Regions from separate parts of the Gossypium hirsutum genome. Here region 2 is linked to region 1. The links are chromatin contacts, called in public Hi-C maps. All regions are on one chromosome and are shown on one strand. Each heading gives the region's core, a stretch centred on a gene start, on an enhancer-like site or on the middle of the called end of the contact. The rest is flanking DNA. Distances are from core to core; before and after follow the strand shown. Region 1 holds the start of LOC107955619. Region 2 holds the start of LOC107955296 (receptor like protein kinase S.2).

What was found. A called contact is a pair of places that touch in the nucleus more often than the background predicts.
Region 2: a contact with region 1 is called in a Hi-C map of leaf, with 2.0 times the contacts expected there. The contact joins the promoter of LOC107955296 here to the promoter of LOC107955619 in region 1. A contact is called at or near these places in 2 of 34 Hi-C or Micro-C datasets (both in leaf).

What each region holds. Positions count from the first base shown.
Region 1 is chrA07:67,542,713-67,546,940 of Gossypium_hirsutum_v2.1, reverse strand. LOC107955619 reads left to right here and starts at 1,965. Exons shown (of 14, transcript XM_016891416.2): 1 at 1,965-2,174; 2 at 2,283-2,370; 3 at 2,469-2,573; 4 at 2,802-2,899; 5 at 3,016-3,099; 6 at 3,217-3,353; 7 at 3,522-3,594; 8 at 3,690-3,735; 9 at 3,846-3,955. The coding sequence starts at 2,109.
Region 2 is chrA07:68,540,356-68,544,583 of Gossypium_hirsutum_v2.1, reverse strand. It overlaps LOC107955296 (receptor like protein kinase S.2), which reads right to left and starts at 2,166. Exons shown (of 3, transcript XM_016891032.2): 1 at 939-2,166; 2 at 1-633. The coding sequence starts at 1,360. LOC107955297 (exosome complex exonuclease RRP44 homolog A) reads right to left here. Exons shown (of 24, transcript XM_016891034.2): 18 at 4,009-4,129; 19 at 3,737-3,796; 20 at 3,539-3,644; 21 at 3,351-3,446; 22 at 3,156-3,237; 23 at 2,989-3,054; 24 at 2,443-2,828. The coding sequence ends at 2,615.

The DNA.
Region 1 (4,228 bases), core at 716-3,215:
AGGTTAGGGTTTTAGGGTGGATTAGCTATTGACTAACCAATTATTATCTCCTAGCTCCTAACTGATTATCTCCCAACCTCACTTTCTCAACCAGGATAAATTACGATTTACTCAACAAAACTTATCTTCCGATCTCGTTTAATCTTTGATTACCTCCTAAGGTTGTTAAGCCTAAGGTTTAAGAATGCTTAATCTATACCAATTGATCCTATTGGGAAACCCTTAATCCTCTGTTAATCATGTCCCTATCCACTCGTTAATCTCCCCTAAGGGATTTAGTCACTTACGATATTTATAATCTCAATCTCAATTGAAATAAACATGTAAATAAACACATTTAAATCTGAAAAGAAAAGAGATGATGAAATAATCTTGTGGATGGCAGTTGAAGCACGGAGTAGTAAATTTCTCGATTGGGATAAAAGAGTTGTCGCTTGTGAAGGAAAATAACAACTACATTTGAATTCAGGTCACCATTGTATTTAGTATAATAAAATGATCCTACGAGACTATCTAAGTTATTCTTTGAATATTGATTGTGGATTTGAGTAGTTAATTTATTTTAAGCATGTTTATTCTTTTTATTTTTGTCACTAATTTTATATATTTTGAATTTTGAATTGTTTAATTTTAAATCATGTGCTAAATTATTTTAAATAAAATATAATTAATGGATTTTCCCATAAATTTTTATGGGAATTAAAACTATATATTAATTAATGTTAAGAACTATATTTTAATTGTATTTTTACTGTTTTTTAAAGAATAATATAATAGTTCCATTTTAGTGGAGTGGGATAAATGGGACAAACAATTGTCGTAGTCGCTCTATATCCATTGTTCAAAAAAAAAAAATTTCATGTATCTTGTCTCCTATTCATTTTTAAAAAAGTGAAACAGATTGATTCGAACCCATTGAGCAGTTTGAATTTTGTTACCCATATCTAAATCACTTAAGTCATTGGTGTTGATCCTAGTAAAATTTTTATAGGGTAAACTAGAAAAATGATCACTTAACTATGCCTTTCATTCTATTTTGATCACCCAGATATTAATTTTTTCAATTTAGTTACTAAACTTTTCGAAATTAAATACTTTAGGCACTCTAGGTTGATGTGGGCTAGTAACAAAATTAGCCCTTTAATGTTTACGCGTTCTATTAATTTGGTCCTAAATATAAAAAGATAAATCTAACTCTCAATGTTTACAAAATTTTCCGTTTTAGTTTTAATTATAAAAAAATAAATTTGGCCCTCAACATTTACAAAATCTATCAATTTAGTCCTAACTCTAAAAATTAAAAAAATTAAAAATATTTTTAGCCTTTTATAAAGCATTGGATAACCCATGTGAGATATTTAAAAAATCTATCAAGTCTTGAAAGAGGGTACTCTTTTTCTTATTTCAATATCTCACAGGGGTTAGTCAATTGGTTATATAGGACTAAAAATGATTTTTTAAAAAATATTTTTTAATTTTTAGATTTAAGACTAAATTGATAGGTTTTGTAAATATTGAGGGCCAAATTTATTGATTTTTTTTAGAATTAAAACTAAAATGACAAATTCCATAAACATTGAGGGCTAAATTTGTTGAATTTTTTATATTTAGGATCAAATCGGAAGAATGTGTAAATATTAGAGAGATAATTTTATTACTAGACTAATAGAAAGGCCCACATCAGCTAAAGTACTAAAATATTTAATTTTGAAAAGTTTAGTAACTAAATAAAAAATATTAATAGTTGAGTGATCAAAATAGAACGAAAGGAATAATTAGGTGACCATTTTTACAGTTTACCCTTTCTATAAGAAATCTTTTAAGTTAATTTAGTAGGCATAGGCCCAATCCAGGGAGGGCTTTAACAAAGTTATTAATAGCAGAAGAGTAGCTTATGAGCAGAGTCCATCGGGCCTCAGCCCAAAGACTTTTCTCAAATCTATTAAGTACGAACAAATATGGGCTGCTAACTGCGAAAGCACAAGCTGAGAACCCTCCTTTGTCCTTAATCGGGTTCTTCAACAATCAAGCAGCCGGCTGGGCAGCAGGGATCAGACCAGCAAACAAGCCACAAAGCATTATCATAACATGACCTAATTCAGATATTCATGGCGATTTTGGTGAGAGCCAAAAGTTTCCTCTCTTCTTCTCTCAGTTCCTTGACTCGCTCTCAGGTCTCTACATGCTTTTATTTTTCTTTTTGTTTCTTTGTCTTTGTGGCAATTCGTCGAATATCTTTCCCACAAAAACCAAGTCTTACTTGCTGTTTGTTTTTGGCTTAGAGGTGCAACCACACACTTGGTGAAAGAGGTTTGCAAGCTGAATTGTATTCTGGAATGGCTCCAGCCCCTAATCCCGCTCTTCGTCCAAGTATCACTCTTTAACTAATTTAACCTTCTGTTCGGCATTTCTTTTTTTCAATCATTTTCTTGGAATTGAACCCTCGATTCTTGTTAAAAATAATGTAGTTGACAAGTCAAAATGGAAGAAGATTCAAGCGAGCAAGGTCGGGATATCTCTTTCCATGATTTCGTATCCATCCTGGATTGTATTGAAAATTCTACATGAAGGAGGTAATCATCTTTTACATTACCCTTTTTTTTTTGTTAACAAATTTACCTATTTCTAAATTGCTTCCTATTTCCAAAGCCTCGTTAGTATTGGTTCTTTAAGCTAAGAAATGCCTGTGAATCTTTCAACTAAGTTTATTTTGCTCCTCTAAGTTTACTCATTCAATTTTGTACCGAAAGCAACGCTACTTTATTTTTCCCTGTAGTTATATTTTTCTTTACATATTTCAGGTTTTGAGGCCTATTTAGTTGGGGGCTGTGTTAGAGATTTACTACTAAATAGAACACCTAAAGATTTTGATGTGATTACCACTGCAAATCTTAAACAGGTTTGGTCACAGTGTTCTCAATATTCTTCTCATTCCATTTTCTTTAGTTAGAATTAATAGGATAATGTGGGTTGATATAAAATGTTTTCTATTGCCTGTGTAATATCTTGCTACAGATAAGAAAGAAATTTCATCGAGCTGAGATTATTGGAAAGAGATTTCCAATATGCAGGGTGCATATAAAAGGTTCCATAATTGAGGTCATTTTCTTGGTTTATTACTATGGGTAACTTTTTATGTAATTTCTTCTGGATTAGAATTGCCTCAGTAGTGAGAAATTTCTTAATATGCAGTGTTTATTTTGTATGTTCTAATAGGTATCAAGTTTTGAGACAGTTGCAAGACATGACGCAGACAAAGAAAAAGCTTTATCCTCTTTATTACCAAAGATATGTGATGAAAAAGACTTAATCCGCTGGAGAAATAGCAGGAATCGGGACTTCACCATTAATAGGTATTATTAGTTCTCATATATGTTTATTTTTTATGTTTATTCCATGGAACGAGCTACTATAGCCTATGTATTAGCTTGTCAAAATTCCACTCTCCCATCTTCTCCATGATTAGCCTTGATTTTGATGCCATGTAATTCATAATGATATTGTTTGAATTTTGGGTGTAGCTTATTTTTTGACCCTTTTACGTGTAATATTTATGATTACAATGGTGGAATGTCAGACCTGAAGTCATTAAAGGTGATTCTCCACCTCTGCTGATGACAATTTTATGTGTTTTCATGACCTCAACTAATATTTACGCTCTGACTCTTCTGTTTGGTGCATTGACTTAGCTACGGACGTTAATCCCTGCTCATTTGTCATTTCAAGAGGACTGTGGTAGGTTATTTTAGCTTTCTTGAGTGCAATCTTGTATAAGATATTTGGATGGAATGACTGCTGGCATTATGAGACATTAATGGAAAATTTCTGCCATTTTTCTTACCTAGCAAGAATTCTCCGGGGCTTAAGAATTGCAGCTCGTCTATGCTTGTCATTTTCAAAGGATACTGAGAGGGCAATGTACGATCTTTCAGCCTCCATTGGGGGATTAGATAAGGTAGTTCAGAAATATCAGTTGAGATCTTTCCTGCTGCCTAGATAGTCTCTCTTCTGTTACTCGCTCTTGCTATGTCTCTCTCGCCTTCTGTGACTTGAGTCTTTTCTTACCTCCTTTCTTGTACCATCCTCATTTTCTCTTGGTAAACCTCAGCTAGGCACAAAGAACCAATCATACTGTGGCTAATTTACAACCTTTTGCCTTTGGTTACTTTTCTATTTTGGTGTAAAATTAAGGTGATGTTATCAATATTTACCTGATACTTGGCATAAT
Region 2 (4,228 bases), core at 917-3,416, 1.0 Mb before region 1:
CCTTTAAAAGAGTTGGGTGCAATCTGATCAATAAACTCAAGACTTTCAGAGTTCAATAGCCATTTCCCAATCTCGTCTGCCCCTGATTGAATAGTTTGCCATTCATCAACCAATACGACAAACGATGAAGAGGGCAGAGGCATTGGAAGCTGAATCCTGGCATTTGGATTTTCAATCCCATTTCTGTGAGTTTGCTCACTTGGTTCTTCTTCAATTTCCCCAAAATCTCTCCCTTTAGTACTCTCCTCCTGACATCCACAAAGTCCAAATGGTAGTTTAACAGTGGTCGTCTTGGGCTTCCGAAGAGCAGATTTGAGGGCACTCTCGACATGGGATTTAAAAAACTTGTCTTGGGCGGATTGAACCAAGAAGAGAATAATTCCAAGGGTGAACCCTTTCTTCTCAAATATCTGTATCTTCTTGCAACAGATGGAAGCAGAATCAAGAGCACCAGACATGGCAGACCAAGAAAAGGAAGAATTACAAGCAAATGTGAGCTTAAACACGCAACCTTGTACCTCATCATCAGATGTTTGCTGAATAAATATAGCAGGGTGATCATCCCCTGATGCCTGTTCTATCAATTTTATATGTAGAAATACTTCTTTCATATCAAATCCCGCCTGTGCATAACTGTCAACATAATACCCAATCAAAAGAAAATTACAAAAAGAAAAGCATAATTGGGGGGACGAAGAACTAGAACATTTCAGCAGTAACTAAGGCAAGGCCACTTTAAACATTTGAAGAAAATAATAATAGTAAAAATAATTATAAGAAACCCGAACTTTCACTGTTTGAAAGTCAAGGAAAAACAAAAATGAAAAAACCCCTGCTGATAGGAAACTGCTTTTACGATCCTGTTGATTGTTGTTGCAATTTTCAGAGTACCCTAAACTGAGTAGGAAGAAAGAAGAGGCAAGGGAAGGGAAAGGGACCTGAGAGGCAAGGAATCATAATGCTTGCGGATATTGGAGACAAGCTTCTCAGGCAACTGGCTTCCAGGATAAAGCTGAGTCAAGTTCCGTACAACGGTACCCCAGACCACTTTCCGGCAAACGTCGGGGTTGGAGGAAGATGAAGGGACAGAAGGAACGGGAGGAGGAAGCTGATCACGTGGGGAGGAAGTGTCGAGATTGAGAGAGTTCTTGAGAGAGGCAATGGCCTCCGAGACGTTCCTGCTCAACCTCTGGAACCGTTTGTTCTTGGCGGACGGGGCTTCAAGTTTGGCAGAAGCAGAGGAGGAGGAGGAGGAGGAGGTGTCCTCGGATCGGTCGTTGGAGCGCACCAAAACCTGCTCGACCATGTCGTCATCGGCGGTGGTGGCTCGGCTGGACCAGCACTCGAGGGCTGCAGCCATGGGCGTAGATCCGAGTGACTGAGGTCTCCAAATGGGGGATGGTAATGTAGATGGGAAATGGGTTCAAAGTGAAAGGTAGGGGAGGAGGCGAGGGCGGTGTTGTGTGATCTGCTACAGATGTCTGTCTCCTGCTCTGCTCTGCTATGCTCGTCGTCGTCTTCTTTTTTTTTTTTGAAAAAATTAATAGTATTTCTATTAAATTAAAAGTGTGTGTGTGTGTTGGATTTCTGACAAAGGAGGGAAATGTGGGGGAGACATCGGAATCGGACCGGGGGGGGGGGGATGAGGTGACACTCAATGAGTTTGAGCCTTAAGGAGGCTGCCTGCCTATTAATTTGACTTCATTTCTTACTTCATACGATGGAAGCACCACAAAAGGACACACTACATCCTTCCCTCTTTGGTCTTCACCTCCATGCTTCATCCATCATCATGCATGCATACTCACTCCATCATTATCCTCACTATTACCATTTTTACTTGCTAATAATATATCAATCATCTTATTATCTGAGTCCACTAAATTACAAATAAAAATTTATGTTTCCTATTCATTCTCTTAACTGTTATTTTATCTATCTCTACCCTTATTTTTTTTAAAAGAAAAAAATATATATATACACTTTGCGTTGCATTTCTTGCTGCAATTTGAGATTGGAAATGGGGAAATGGGCTTTTCTGTAAATTGCAATAGGTGAGAGATGACATGGTATGATGATGGTAAAACGTTAGAAGGGGGGTTCTCTGCCAATGCCATGTGACCCACATTCACGAATCATGTGAAATCAAAACCAATGAAAGAAAAGGGCGGGGGGCGGGGGGGGGGGGAGATGTATTTTATGGGCGTTGATTAAGGTCAGTTTAGGACATTTATTTCATTGCAGTTTCCTGGGTCCCACATGTTCGATGCATCAACGCATAAAATAATCAAAATGCACATCCACCTGGTTAGTTCTACTTTTTTGTCGCCCTCCCAATGCATTTTTCTACTATCTAGCAGTAATAACAAGTTGTGTTAGTTTATTTATTCATTCTTTTTGTTATTGCAAAAATAACATATAGAAATAGGAACACTCACTCCATGAACAAAAATGTTTCTTGTGTCAATCCAACATCAGTTAACCCAAACCAAAGGCCAGTTACTATAATTACCACAACAAGATTCATTCCATTTGCATCTTATATAATAATACAACACTCTATATGACCTAATAAAAGCTCCTCCTTTGTGCATGTTGATGTTATCTTCTACTTCTAGGTAATAAGAGTAAGCTGCAGTTTAGGGCGGTTCGGTTGGGGTTCCACAACCTCCATGTGGATCCTCACTGATTGCAGTACACTGTAGGAAAGGCTATTACTATTACTATTGTCCATCTTTACAATCTTCTGCTGCTGCTCGTCCACATGCCACTCCCCGCTTCCCTTCTCTCCTCTGCCTGTCAAGTACACCGGGCCTTCTATTCCATATCTGTTCGTTTTATATAACATACACTCATGTTACATTTTTCTCTACCCAACAAACACAAATGCCAAAACATTATCTTTTCTCGCCTAGACACAGCAGATAGAAAAAGAAAGACACGAGGAACATATACAGATAATCCAGCATAAAGGATCTAAGTTCATACTTGGGCACAAACACAATGAACCCGTTGGACCTTATCTTCACTATTCTGGCTTCTGTGTCAGTGGGCCTGCAGCATAAGATAAAAAAATAAATTCAAAACATGAGCAATTATTCATTATGCTCTATAGAAGGCAGTTTCAATTCCATGGGAGAGGCCAAGGCAGTTACCGTTTTCTGAAGTAAATGAGAGTATGGAGCTCAACAGAGGCCCTGCTTGCCATTTGGGCATTCCTATGTCGATAATTCAGATCTGAAACAGGTAAAATGCATAGGAAGCTGAGAATGGATATCATGGGTATGTGAAGTTTGTTACCCAAATCCATGGGAGCCTCAAAAACAGTATGAAAGGAAAAAAAAACTTACTATCAGCAATGCTAGTTAGTTGAGATCTGTCCTGGAAAACTGGTGGAAGCTTATCGATCCCTAGAGATGCAGCAAGCAACCTGTGCACAATCACATCTGCAAGGAAGGTTCCATACTTGATCAATAGTATCATCAAGTATACATCAGCAAGAAAAGGTAAAGTAACAAAGAAATTTTTGTTCACAAACCTGCATATCTCCTAATAGGAGAAGTGAAATGAGTATATAGGGGCGCAGCAAGGCCATAATGATGATATTCTGAGGGGCTGAGGTCCTCACTACAGAAATAAACAGCCTAATTTGAAACCAAGGCAAATTAGTACCAAGTTAAAAAGTGCGTAGGTCAAAATCATCTGGAGATTGAAAAAATTTCCTAGCTAACTTTACCTGTGTCATACACCTAGTTGCCAGTATCCGAATCAACTTATTAAAGTAAGGATCATCACGCTGCAAGGCAATTTTTCTCAGATGTAAGAATCAACTATGAAAGAGAGAGGCCAAACAAATACATGAACATGTCCCAAGTAGCAAAAATCGGAAAAAAAGAAAAGAAGCCAGACAAGCAAGAAGTTGGATGAAGAAATGTCTAGAAAAGGAATCATCTGAGGTGGTAAGTCAGCTGAACTGTCAGACAAATATATAATGAATAGGAACCATACCACAGCACGGTCAAGGGAATCAGCCAATGCCTTTGATGATGAAACATCCAATTCGAGTCCAATGGCAGCAGCAGTGCACAACAAAGGTTCAAGCATTTCTCTGGTGGGAGTTGGATGCCGCCTGAACCAAAAATTAATGTCAGGGAGGCAAGGCCGAGTGTCAGACAACAGCAGTGTCAATGTCAAAGAAATAGCCACTACACTGGAATTTTCCATTGAT